Regions from separate parts of the Mus musculus genome. Here regions 1 and 3 are each linked to region 2. A link is a contact called in public Hi-C and Micro-C data. All regions are on one chromosome and are shown on one strand. The core of a region is the stretch at or near the end of the contact, and the rest is flanking DNA. Distances in the headings are between cores, read along the strand shown. Region 1 holds the start of Rnf24 (ring finger protein 24). Region 2 overlaps Rnf24 (ring finger protein 24). Region 3 holds the start of Pank2 (pantothenate kinase 2).

What was found. A called contact is a pair of places that touch in the nucleus more often than the background predicts.
Region 1: a contact with region 2 is called in a Hi-C map of liver, with 2.2 times the contacts expected there. The contact joins the promoter of Rnf24 here to the enhancer-like site in region 2. A contact is called at or near these places in 2 of 39 promoter capture datasets (liver and macrophages), 1 of 15 datasets of contacts at CTCF or cohesin (CD8 T cells), 19 of 484 Hi-C or Micro-C datasets (ECoMG-derived neutrophils, the P5424 cell line, astrocytes and 9 more), 12 of 115 datasets of contacts at active chromatin or transcription factors (CD8 T cells, bone marrow-derived macrophages, embryonic fibroblasts and 7 more) and 3 of 9 other capture datasets (adipose tissue, liver and pancreatic islet).
Region 3: a Micro-C map of brown adipocytes shows a contact between it and region 2, with 1.8 times the contacts expected there. The contact joins the promoter of Pank2 here to the enhancer-like site in region 2. A contact is called at or near these places in 8 of 39 promoter capture datasets (the 3T3-L1 cell line, 3T3-L1-derived adipocytes, the HPC-7 cell line and 5 more), 7 of 484 Hi-C or Micro-C datasets (Th1 cells, bone marrow-derived macrophages, brown adipocytes and 3 more), 3 of 115 datasets of contacts at active chromatin or transcription factors (double positive thymocytes and embryonic stem cells) and 4 of 9 other capture datasets (adipose tissue, embryonic stem cells, liver and 1 more).

What each region holds. Positions count from the first base shown.
Region 1 is chr2:131,350,447-131,354,350 of GRCm38.p6, reverse strand. Rnf24 (ring finger protein 24) reads left to right here and starts at 1,459. Exons shown (of 6, transcript NM_178607.4): 1 at 1,459-1,615. It overlaps Gm30590 (a long non-coding RNA gene), which reads right to left and starts at 1,519. Exons shown (of 2, transcript XR_374984.2): 1 at 1,173-1,519.
Region 2 is chr2:131,305,877-131,310,113 of GRCm38.p6, reverse strand. It overlaps Rnf24 (ring finger protein 24), which reads left to right. Exons shown (of 6, transcript NM_178607.4): 3 at 1,597-1,639. Among named protein-coding and RNA genes, the nearest start is that of Mir103-2, 20 kb to the right of the region's middle. Within about 2 kb of position 2,418, at least 8 of the 459 cell types and tissues checked have an H3K27ac peak or open chromatin away from gene starts, as enhancers often do. A contact at or near this core is called in 3T3-L1-derived adipocytes, adipose tissue, brown adipocytes and 2 more, where this site is marked.
Region 3 is chr2:131,259,781-131,263,891 of GRCm38.p6, reverse strand. Pank2 (pantothenate kinase 2) reads right to left here and starts at 1,392. Exons shown (of 7, transcript NM_153501.2): 1 at 1,077-1,392. The coding sequence starts at 1,323.

The DNA.
Region 1 (3,904 bases), core at 210-2,709, 45 kb before region 2:
CTAGCCAGTACAACCACTGACATATTTTCCAAAGGAGATTCCTGGTGTGTATAGGTTTACAGTCGGTGGCAGGTGATATGCTTACAAGGGGTGGGTCCTCCCACATCAATCATTAATCAAGCATATGCCCCACAGAGGTGCCTTCAGTCCAGCCTGAAGGAGGTAATTCTTCAACTGGGGTAACCTCTCCCCGGACAACTCTAGTTTGTGCGACACTTCTCTTGAATGCAGTAAAAGAAAGCCTGAGATAGTAATCCAAGCCCTTGAGTATCTTCACTCACGTGGCCTGCAGCTCCGTTGTAGTGTGTCCTGAATATTTCTTTCTTTCTTTTTTTTTTTATTTTGCTTTGCTGCTCCCCCCCCCCCCCTTGCTTTGCTTCAACTAAATTTTCTTGCTACTTTTACACATCGGTGAGAGCTTTTATTTCAATTCCTTGAACAAGAGACCAAGAATATGAAAGCTTTGTACCCTAATGTCGGTACTGATCTGCCTTAGCCTATGTGCCAAGGTGACAGAATTAGGTAGGACTTTTAAGCTGGCAACAACACAGCAGGGATCCTGAGAGCAGAGGTAGAAGGGGGGCGGGGGAAGGAGGGGGAGAGGAGGGAAGAGGAGGGCAGGGGAGAGGTGGGGAGGAGAGAAGGGAAATAGCTCACAGGTGTTGGCCTGATTTGGAGAGAGAGGAAGTTGGGTCGAGGGTCTGTGATTAAACATTCTGAGTCCTTCTTACTTCCCCTTTCCTAGGAAATGTATGGTTTACTAAAGCTGGAGGAATGGGCTGGTGGGCATTTTCCATGATGAATTTAAAGTCACAAACTAGTTATGGTTTATAGAAGGATTGGGGGCGGGGGGGGGGGGGGAAATACCTCCCAGGGAAATGGGAAGTTAAGGGAGGGAGGCCTGAGGTGCGGTACCCACACCCTCTGCTAATCCGTTTTAGCAGTGGTAGCTATGAGAACTCCTGCATGCTTTCGCTGACCTGCTAGAATTTAGGCAAGGGCTCAGTGCTCCCAAATCCTGAGTCAGTTTGTCTGTAGTGTAGAATAGGAGCTGGGGGTCGAGAGTAATGAGTAGATGTAATTAAATAAAGGACACACTGTTTCTTAAATATATTTCCTTCCACTGTCTGTACAGGCGCAGCAGGTGGAAGATCTAACTAGGGGTACCTCACCTTTGAGGACTCTTGGGCCGGATGCTACGAGAAGCGAAGCTTTACTTTTTTAACTCTTACGAACGTCCACATACACGGAAAACACTACACAGCGGAGAAGATATGAACCTTATAGCTGGGCATCACGAATCAATCCTCTAGAGCAGCCAGTAGCCCAGCGGAAGGGACGCCGCGCCTGCGCACTTGCCGACAATGAAGCCGCGCGCCCTCAGTGAGGAGGCGGGACTTGCCCGGGCATCCGGGTCCCACACCCCGCCCCCGCGGCATGAATGAGAGGCGCGGCGCCGCCCCTCCCCCGCCGGGCCCGCCCCTCGCCGGGGCCGCAGCTAAGCAGTCGCTACCGCCAGCTCAGCGGCTCGGACTCACGGACGCGGCTCTAGCAGTTCACCGCAAGAAGCTGACTCCGGGCGCCGCCGCCCGCACGCCCGCTGCCCGTCGCCCGGGTGAGTGAGGGGAGGGCTGGGCCTGAGCGCCGCGCGGCTGAGGCTGAAGCGCAGGCTCCGCAGGTCCGGCTCTGGGATGCTGAGGGCAGCGCGCCGGCCTCGCACCCCCTCCGAGACCGGGGTCCGTGGGTTAGTCCCCACATACAGGCACAAAGGGCGGCGCGGGCTGTCACCCGGAGGTCACCTCGGGCTGGGCCCGGGCGGGGGAGGCGGGATGGGCGGAGGATGGAGGAGCCGCTGCCTCTGCGTCGGTGGTGGGGACCGACGCTGGTCTCGGGGGGTGCGGTGTGGCAGTGGTTTTCTGGTCCCGAGCCACTCCTTCTTTTGTGGTGCTTGTCTCGTGCCTGGTTGTCACACCGTGCAAGGCACACTGAGACCTCTCTGGTTGGCTTATTTATTAATGAAAGTCATATGGCGGCCTCATCATTTGTGGGTGGGGGGCGTGCGTGCACCCACAGGCCAGAGAATTAGTGACCCTGCTTTGTTTCCGGAGACCTTAGTGGTGTGTGTCCTGTGAAATGAGACCGTCTGAGATCGTCGTAAAGGGCAGAAGGAAAAGAGGTGTAAAGATAACTTCATCTTTACCCCTTCGTCTCTGGTGTTATTTCAGATAACAGGTCTTTTGGTGTTTCGTTGTTTCTCATTGTAAAACCAGTGGGTCTGTTCATTGAAAGTGTGAGTCTGCATTCTTATGTCTCTGTATATTTAGAACACTTTCTTTTACGATTAATGGTGATCTATTTACGTAGCGGCGGTACGCCGGCATCCTGAACATTGTTTTCTGGGCTTAGTTCATGATAATAGGTCTTTGTGCTTGTGTACCTATCTATAGGAATACTCCCAATATATCTAGGGCACTGCTTTCCCCACTCTTCCATACAGACAGATTATGTTTCTTGCCTTTCTGCTCTAATAAGAGGTGGTCTAGCAGGTTCTTTCCACCTTCTTGTCAGTCCGGTCGTCGCCCTCCCCGCCCCCGCCCCGCACCCCTTAATGCTTTGGCAAAGGATATTACCTAAATATTACCGTGGTATGCACCCTAGCTTTGATCTGAATTTTTGTGTGTTTGGTTGTGCAGCCTAGCTGAACAGATCATCTTACATGACTTATCAGAAAGCACCCCTTTTTTCCTCCATTGTTTGTCTTCATTCCCCCTCGCCCCTGCTCCTGGTTCCCCCCTTCTCCGTCCCCAAAGAGGCTAGGAAGCGCTGCTGGGTTCCATAGGCTTTAACTTGATAGGGTGTGTTCACTTAGACAGTTAAAAAGAGGTATTTAAGATAGGCAGGTGTGGCCGAAAATGCCTTCTCTGGACTTGGGAGGAAGAGGCAGTAGGATCTCTGTGGTTTCAAGGCCAGTCTGATTTACATAGTAATTTCCAGGCCATAACACAGAATGAGACCTTGTCTCAATAAACAACAAACTTTTCCTTGTTATCTTGTTTTAAGCAAGATTATTTGAATTTTAGAAGATAGTTATTACTCTAGTTGGATAATGATATTTTTGTTTCTTTTTTACCCTTCTAATTTTGTAGAGTGAAAAAGCACATTTTTGAAATATTTTTGTTATGATCTTTTGATTCAAAATAGTGGAGGTAAAAAAAATGCAGTTTATATATGAATAATTGAGTGGGTTCAGTTTTCTTTAAGATTCTCTTCAAGATTACTTATTTTTGAGTCACATATATTTTCATCCCTGGTAAAATTTCAGTACAAAATGACATGTAAACCTCCACAACATCTGTTTATGTATAGACTCTGCCTGAAACATTTGCTTTTAATTTGAAGGAAAGTTTCCACTGGTTGGATGACAATCCATTATTCTTAATGAAATTCTTGCTTTATGCATCTTTCTTTCGTGAACTGTGGGTCACAATCCAATATGGGATTGCATAACTGTGGGAGTCACAAACATTAGCAATCAAAAGTTTCTGAATGTTAAGTGATCAGAAATTAATTCAAGGGACCAAACACGAAGTACTTGCTTAGCATGCACAACACCCTGGATTTGATCCCTTGGACGGAATTAACTAGATTTGCTGGCCCATACCTGTAATCCATCTCCCTTTGGGAGATTGACTATATAGTGAATTTGAGGCCAGTCTGGGATACAAGAGATCCTGACGAGACCCTGCTAAAATAATAATAATTCGCAACCAAACACGTAATAGATCTTCGATGTGTTGGTATCACACAGGACTTCCCTGCAGCCTTGCTTTGGTAGGCCTGGTACCTCACATGCTGTTGTAGTACACTCTGCCAGGGAATGTGGCCTGAATAGCCTCAGGTCAGA
Region 2 (4,237 bases), core at 1,169-3,668:
AAGAAGACTGGATTTTTTTTTTTTAACTGAGGAAGGAAGTATGTCGGATAAGCTTTGTTTGTGCTGTTGACCCTGAGATTTGTGCTAAAAAACCAACAATGTGCATTAAATAAGGTATTTGGGAACAGAAAAGAAAGAAAGAAAGAAAGAAAGAAAGAAAGAAAGAAAGAAAGAAAGAAAGAAAGAAAGAAAGAAAGAAAGAAAGAGGGAGGGAGGGGGAGAGAGAGAGAGAGAGAGAGAGAGAGAGAGAGAAAGAAAGAGAGAGAGAGAGAGAAAGGAAAAAGGAAAGGAAAGGGAAAAAAGAAAAGAAAGGAAAAGAAAGCAAGCATGGTATTGACACGGGGCGCTAGGTTTCTAGGACCCTCTCAACTGTGAAACAGGTGAGTCCAGACAACCAAAGTGTGTGTTTGTTAGGACATGGCCACTTCCTAGCCTCTTCCTAGCTTCTGGTAACGACCAGCAGACCCTAGCTCTCCTTGACTTACGGCTGCTGTTTGGCTTCTGCTCTGCAGTCACCTAGTCACCTGACCTTTTTCCTGTCTCTCCATCGCCTAAGTTACACCAGACCCAGGATTCAGAGTTTTAACGGATGCCATTGCAGCCAGTATGCAAGAGAGAGCACTGGCAGGGTGCCATGCGGAGGAGAAAGTCCACATGTTGCACGTGGTAGTTGGTAACAGACAGGTGCTGCAGTTCATGGGGAAAGAAGGAACTTGATAAATGTTATAGAGCCAGTAAGAATCAGTTTAGGGATAAAAAGAATCTAAGACCCTACCTTACAATTCACATAAAATAGAGCTCTCAGCCCTTAATGTAGTAGATAAAATAAAACGTGATTTTTCAGAATGTGGGGCATTGTCTTGAGACTGTCTTATGTAGCCCAGGCTGGCCTCAAATTCTCTGTAGCCAAGAATGACCTTAAACTTTTGATCCCTTTACCACTGTCTCCAAGTGCTGGGATATCATGTTTGTCTCCAGACATTGACTTCAGGAGAATTATCCTTTATTCATTCATTCATTCATTCATTCATTTTTGGTTTTTCGGGAGAGAATTATCCTCTTAATCTTTGGCTAAGCAGACATTTCTGAAACTGGATACAAAAAGAATATCCGTTAGGGACTCTGGATTGGAAGAAACCAAATACAAAGGAGAATGCACCAAGCGACCCATGGATGTGAATCTTAAAGCAAGCACAGCTAACCTACATTTGGCCAATTGGGCAGTTCTAAGGGTGGACACTGACTGGGAAAGGTCACTTAGAAGCTTCAGGGATCCTCGGAAGAACCTATATCTTGATGTAGATGAGAATTATTCCTGCAGATGCATTTTTTACATTTCTGAACTATGTACTTAGTTTTTTGCACTTTATTGAATTTGTGTATTAATTTTTTTAATTAAGAAGAATGAGACAAATTAACTATTGAACTAAGACTTTGCTTAACATGAAAAATCTTTATCTTCATTACAATGTTTGATGTATTGAGATTCTTATTTCAATGAGATTTCTCTAGAACTTAAGAGTGGGTACTATCCCATGGTTCAGTGGGAACTCTCTCCAAAATCTCAATATCTCACCATTCATTTGTGTCTTTTAGGCTGAGACATCAAGCACACAAAGAATTTTATGCCTACAAACAGGTGAGAAATTGAATTACAAGTAGCTTTTACTGTGCTTTTCAATAAACTTTGAGACTGAGTTCCATTCATAGTTTAGGCTGGAATTCTCTTACTATGGGTTCATCTTCGCTTTTCCTTTGTCAGTTTATACCACAGAATAGAGCAATTTGATTTTCTAATGTGATCTTTTATTTGAAGCTATAGAAAATTTAGGTGATAGGATAAGATGACGGAATTTCAGCCAGTATTTGTCGAAGAAAAATGTTGTCATCTGTAACACTTCAAGTCACCACTGACTTAATGGAGTGCATATCCCACTGTGTGGGTCTCCTCTTTTATGAACAATAGGGGCTGCCCAGAGGAGCCAGCTGTGTTCCTGTGTTCACTCTTGCCCTTGGGTCAGCAGCCTTTCACCCACATGTTTTTGATCACCCCAGCTTGCTTTGTTGGTGTTGGCATGTTTTGTTGTTTTAAGCAGGATCTTACTAAATGCCCAGGGTTGACCTGGGACCTATTTTGTAGTCCAGGCTGGTCTGAACATGATGCAATCCCCATCACGGCCTTCCAAGTGCTAACAGGCCTGTGTTGCCATGCTGATAGACGCTACCTTTTCTTGAAGCAAAAACAGTAGTTTATACTTCCATGTATCATCTATTAATATTTTACTGCTAACATAATCAAATAGTGGTCCTAGATTTCCCTTAATTTTGGCCCCAAACATGACATTGTTGATGTCCTTAGCTTCTCTGAGACAGTAAGAGAGGTGGCTTCTTTGGCTCTGCTGACTCTGAGGTCACATTTTAGAGTTGTGTGTCCTTCTGTTTGACTGTGTGGAAGTGTTTGAGGGGAACTCATTGTGCACCGTGCATGACTACTGTGGCCTCTGGCGTCTGCCATGTGGGCCTAGCACAGATGAATGCTGAAGTTTCTAAATGAATAAGTCGCCTGTCTCAGTCCTGTCATAATCTTAAGTATCTACAAGACGTTTGGGTATAAGTTAACTATAGAGTAAAACTGGCCTTGATGGTCATTTAATAGGTAGAATTCACGGAGAACTGGTGAGGTGAGGTGAGGTGAGGTGAGGTGAGGTGAGGTGAGGTGAGGTGAGGTGAGGTGAGGTGAAAGGTAACCTAGTCCTGAGATGCGTAAGATTTTAGCACATCATCCTCTGGGTGGACAGCAGCTTGCTTTGTGATTTATGAAAATGCGATTTCCCTTAAATCTTTCCTAAAGATTTATTTATTTATTTTATGTATGTGATATACTGTCCCCCAGATCCCATTACAGATGGTTGTGAGCCACCACGTGGGTGCTGGGAGTTGAACTCAGAACCTCTAGTAGAACAGTCAGTGCTCTTAACTGCTGAGCCATCTCTCCAGCCCCCTTAAATCATTTTCTATTTGAATGTTAAACATCTAGAATTTAAACATTTTAACCAAATTTAACTTCTCTGATTTTCCCCTTTAAGATAAACATAAGCTGGGCAGAGGCAGGCTGATTTCTGAGTTCGAGGCCAGCCTGGTCTACAGAGTGAGTTCCAGGACAGCCAGGGCTATATAGAGAAACCCTGTCGAAAAACAAAAACAAAAACAAAAAAAAAAAGATAAACATAAGTAGAGGCTGTGAAGAGATGGCACAGTGGTTAAGAGCTCTTCTAGAGGTCTTGAGTTCAATTCCCAACAACCACAGGGTGGCTCACAACCATTTATAATGGGATCCAATGCCCTCTTCAGGTGTGTCTGAAGACAGCTACAGTATACTTATATACATAAAATAAATTAATCTTAAAATTTTTTAAAAAATATTTTACATGTACAGGTGTTTTCCCTGCATGTTTGTCGGCACACTGTGTGTTTGCCTGGTGTCCTTAGGCCTAAAGAAGGCATGAGAGAGTCAGATCCTCTGAGACTGGAGTTACAGAGGGTGTGAGCTGCCATGTGGGTGCTGAGAATTGAACCTGGGTCCTCTGAAAAGGAAGTCAGTGTTCTTAACAACTGAAATCTCTCCAGCCTCCAAAATTTTTTTAATGATGTGTATTATGAAATTTTTATTTTTTGATAGAATTTTTTCAATGTTCCGTTCATTTCAGCTGATGTTTGTTACCACACACCCAAAACAGATTTAGGTAAAAATTTTCTGAGGACATTGGCATATAATAATCAAACTTCCAAAATAAAATTTACTTTATATTTAATCTTGTATGAACTACAATTCTCATCAGCCAAAACTACTTTACTGAATATGAGGTTATTGCTTCTACCGAATTTATCTATGTCTTCAAGAAAAGGAAAGTATTGCTCTACTCTCAGAAGTATAGCTGGAAGTGGAACTTAGAAGAGTGTCTGCTAAGCATGCACAAAGACCCGCGTCCAGTCTTCAGCACCACCTAAACAGAGCATGGGGAATCACAGCCATTCAAGAGGTCATGGCAGGAAGATGAGAGGTTAAAAGTCATTATTAGCTACAGAGTGAGTTCAAGATCAGCTTGAGCTCTTTAAAAAATTAACTCAGCTGGTGGTGGCACATGCCTTTAATCCCAGCATTTCTGTGAGAGTGAGGCCAGCCTGGACATCCAAGACAGAGTGAGTTCTAGGACATCCAGGGCTATACAGAAAAAAC
Region 3 (4,111 bases), core at 143-2,642, 45 kb after region 2:
GACACACACGATAAATAAGTGTAATAAGGAAGTTATTTATCAAGCAAACGATTCTACAACAGGAACTCTTTGAAAATCCGTTTTCCTTTTTTCTTTTAGGACAGGGTCTTAAATTTCATATTCCTCTGCCTCCACCTCCCAAGTGGCTGGTATTATAAAATCTCTTACAAGTCGAGAAAAGAAAAAAAAAATATATACATATAGTGATATAAAGTACTAAACATACATACATACATACATCCTCCAAACCTTCCATGGCAAAACAGAGCTACATCCAATCGCTCAAATCATCGATAAAAGCAACTGGGGTGGGGGTGAGCAGGTAGGGCTGGGCGCGGACTATCCAACAGACCTCACACATCAAGCCACTTCCCGTAATTCTCATAGCCTGCCTGCACTCAGCATTTACCTTCCTCATACCGTAATCTGATATCCAGGTCTTAACCACATGTAAAACACAGACAGCTATGCTGAAAAGTTCCTATTACAGTATTAGGACAATTGACACTTTCAGCAGTAGTCGTGGATGCTAGACAACAGCCCTAAAGGCTTTAAAGGGGAGAAAACACACAAGACAAGAAACACAAATTGGTAATAAAATGAGAACCCGATTCTCTGAAAAGAGTAACTCCCTAGGCTTAAGAGTAACTGAGGAACAGGTCGACTCCCTTCCAAAGAAAAGGCTTTACTGCCCAGAATGCTATGGCTGAAACCGGAATTCCCGTGAACTAACGGAAGGGAAACGGGGGAAAACCTCTGGATGCGAGATGACCTGAATTCTCTCGGGAAGAAAACCGAGCAAAGCTTAGAAGCGTATCGAGCCCAGAGTCGAGTTTTGGGCCTGCTGCGCCTCAGGGGCATTTTCTAGCAACCTCCAAATTAATCACCATAGAAAAGGCTTCAGTTGTGAGCGCGATGGATGATTCAAAGGGACTTGGGAGAGGAGGAGCCTTCTCAAGAAAAAAAGAGGGAGTCTCAGGAAAAGAACACCCCAGGGGACAGGGAGGAAGTGGCGGGGAGCCCTCGCGCGGGCACCGCCGGCGCGCAAACAACGACGGCCGTGCCGGGGCACTTACGCGGCCGCCTCTTCCGGAGGCCTTCGGCGCGCGGGCGGCCGGCCGAGGTGGAGCCGCCTAGAGAGCCGGGCCGCTCCCGTCTCACACTCTCCGCCTCCCCGGACCCCGACGGCGCCGCGCTACTCGCCCGGCGCCTCAGCGGGTCCCGCCTCCGCGCTTCCGAGTCCGCAGACTCGCCGACCGCGGCTGAGGTGGCGGCAGCCCTGCCCTGGCGCTCCATAGGCGCGCCAAACCGGCCCGCTCCCATCCGCAACAGCCGCCGCTGCCGCCCGAGCCAGCCCCCCAGCGCCGCCTTGCCGCCTCCGCGCAGCCCGCTGGAGCGCAGGCGCACGCCGGCTGCCGCCTTTTCCGTTGCGCCAACGTGCAGCTAGCCAATCCGAGCTGGCTAGGGGCGGGTTCCAGAGGTCTTGTCCAATAGGCTCCCAGACTCCAGCCGAAGAGACCGCGCCACCATCCAACGACAGGCACTCTGGACGGATGAAGGCGGGGTCAGCGCAGGCTGGGAGCGATCGTGGAGGGGCCCAAAGGATTTGAGTGAGGGGCGCCCTCTCTTGTGCATCCGCGAGAGCGGTGGCCAAGCTGCTCCCCTATTCCCTAGAACTCCAGGGAGTCTACTATCTCTTCTCTGTTCACGAATCACTCCTTCCTCCCGCCCAATAGAGCCCCCGAAGCTACTGAGAAGTGTTAACAGAAGGAAGGACTCTGAGCTGCGACTAACCTTAGCCTTTGTCCCCGGGTCTGGTTCTATAGCTGCAGTAGGAGCCACACTACAGTCCACAAAGTACAAGCACCGTCTCTTCCTTTGTGCTATGACTTCATTCCCAGTACCAGAAGGAATGAAAAGACTGAGGTTTGTCTCCATGACAACTGGCGGGAGGAGGTGGATTCTAAATCCTTCACCTACTCCCCTTCCTGAAGAAGGCAGTATGAAGGCTTGGAAGTTAGGTTGGTTGGGGTTGTTGTTGTTGTTGGGGTTTTTGTTTGTTTGTTTTTCTTTAATGTGTTTGAGCATTTTTCATGCATGTATGTCTGTGACCCTGGTGTGTGCCTGATGGTCGCTGAGGGCAGAAGAAATCGAGGGATTTCCCCATATGGATCCCAGGAATCTAACCCAGACCTCTGCAAGAACAGCAAATGCTCTTAATCACTGAACCATAGCTCCAGACCCCTGGGTTTTTACAGAAGATGGATTTTTTTTTTAAATCGTTTGCCCTTCCCAAGTGCCCTAACCCTTGATATCCCACCCAGATATACCCCTGAAGCATTCCCTCAGTCCCTCAATTTTAAGTGACTGAGGCTTTCTCACAATTTCCTAAGTACCTTTCTTGGGAGGAGATAATGTCCCTTGAATAACAGCCCTCTTACCTTCTAACTTACTCCCTCACTAATAGTTCCGGCCTGAGCTTCTCTTGTGAATGCTGAAAAACACTCCCATACTTGCTCCAAACTAGTACCCCACAGTGTAGAATTAACTCTGGAAACCTTATTTCCTAACTTGAAATTCCAGCTTCCGCAGGAACACACACACACACACACACACACACACACACACACACACTGGATCTAACAAAAATCAGGAATGCCCATAACAGAGTAGGACTGCTCTTCAGAAGACCAGGAATCAATTCCCAGCTTCCACATGGCTCACAACCCTCTGTAACTTCTGGCCATTCCACTCTCTCTTCTGGTCCCCCTAGAGTACCAGGCAGCCACATGCTGAAGTAAGAATGCATGCTGCCAGCCTCTCATGCTGTCTCTGTCCCGTGTGTAGCCATTATACCGACCCAAATCACTGGGCTAGAGCCTGAGGAAAGCTCCTTTTAGGCTTTAAGCTAAAATCTTCAGACATCATTGGAATTCTGAATTATGTGTAAACAATAAAGACAAGATAGATGAGACAAAGTGAGAGCCATCAAAGCCCTACTGCTGAACTTAGCATCCCCCCCCCGCCCCCCACCTCCTAGGGCTGGGCATCCAGCCGGAGTGCATTGGATCTACAAGCCTGAAGTGCTTGCTATCAGAGGAAACTGTGTTCTTGCTCCTGGTGTTATCTGCAGACTGGTTAGCTGACTTTTGCCACCATGCCTGGCAACTGAACACACCTCCCTTCTTGTTGATAAGAACGAGGCCCTCTTAGCTAATCCATCTACATTTGTGGCTGCTGCCCCTGTAATGACAGCCACCACTCCCTGCTCCCGCTCCCACTCCCGCTCCTGTTCCTGCTCCTGCAGCCTCAGCCAAAATCGAAGCCAAGGAAGAATCAAGCCAAGGAAGAATCGGAGGAGTGAATGAATATGGGATTTCAACTAATTACAGAACCTTAACCAATCCAACCAGCTTTATTTGTAAAGTATGGAGATCAAGGCTTAAAGACATTTAGATGATGAGGCGACTTACCTAAAAGCAGATAAATTAAAAAATGACAGAGAACAGGGAGAGGAGGATATAGCTCCAGTAGAGAGTCCTTCAAATAGGGGAAGTCTTAGATTCAGACTCCATCATGGCAAAAAGAGAATAGGCAGGGAAGTTATACTATTCTCTGCCTGCATAATCAAAAGAAGGCAGAGACTGGAGCCAAGCATGGTGGTCCATGCCTGTACCTGCAGCACTCAGAAGGTTCCCAGGTTAAAAGCTACCTTGGGCTATGTAGGAAGACCCTATCCCGAGAAGAAAAGGGACAGCACAGATTGAATTATCAATAGATTTCTGAAAACCCACCCCCAGCTTTTTCAAACCATGCCCAGATTTGTTTCTTAAATATAATTCTCACCCTTCACACCCTTCATATTGTGAACTTGCTGACACTCTATGGTATCAAATTTAATCACAAGTGGGACATTTATAATCAAATCAGAAATGCAAAGTGTTAGCACATACCTCCAATCAACTCCAGAACTATGCAGACAGAGAGACAGGCCGATCTCTGTGAGTTTGAGGCCAGCCTGGGCCATATAGTGAGAACCTGTTTCAAAAAAAAAAAAAAAAAAAAAGCAAAAGAGATAACGATAACATAAGATTCTGTATTAAGTTCAGAG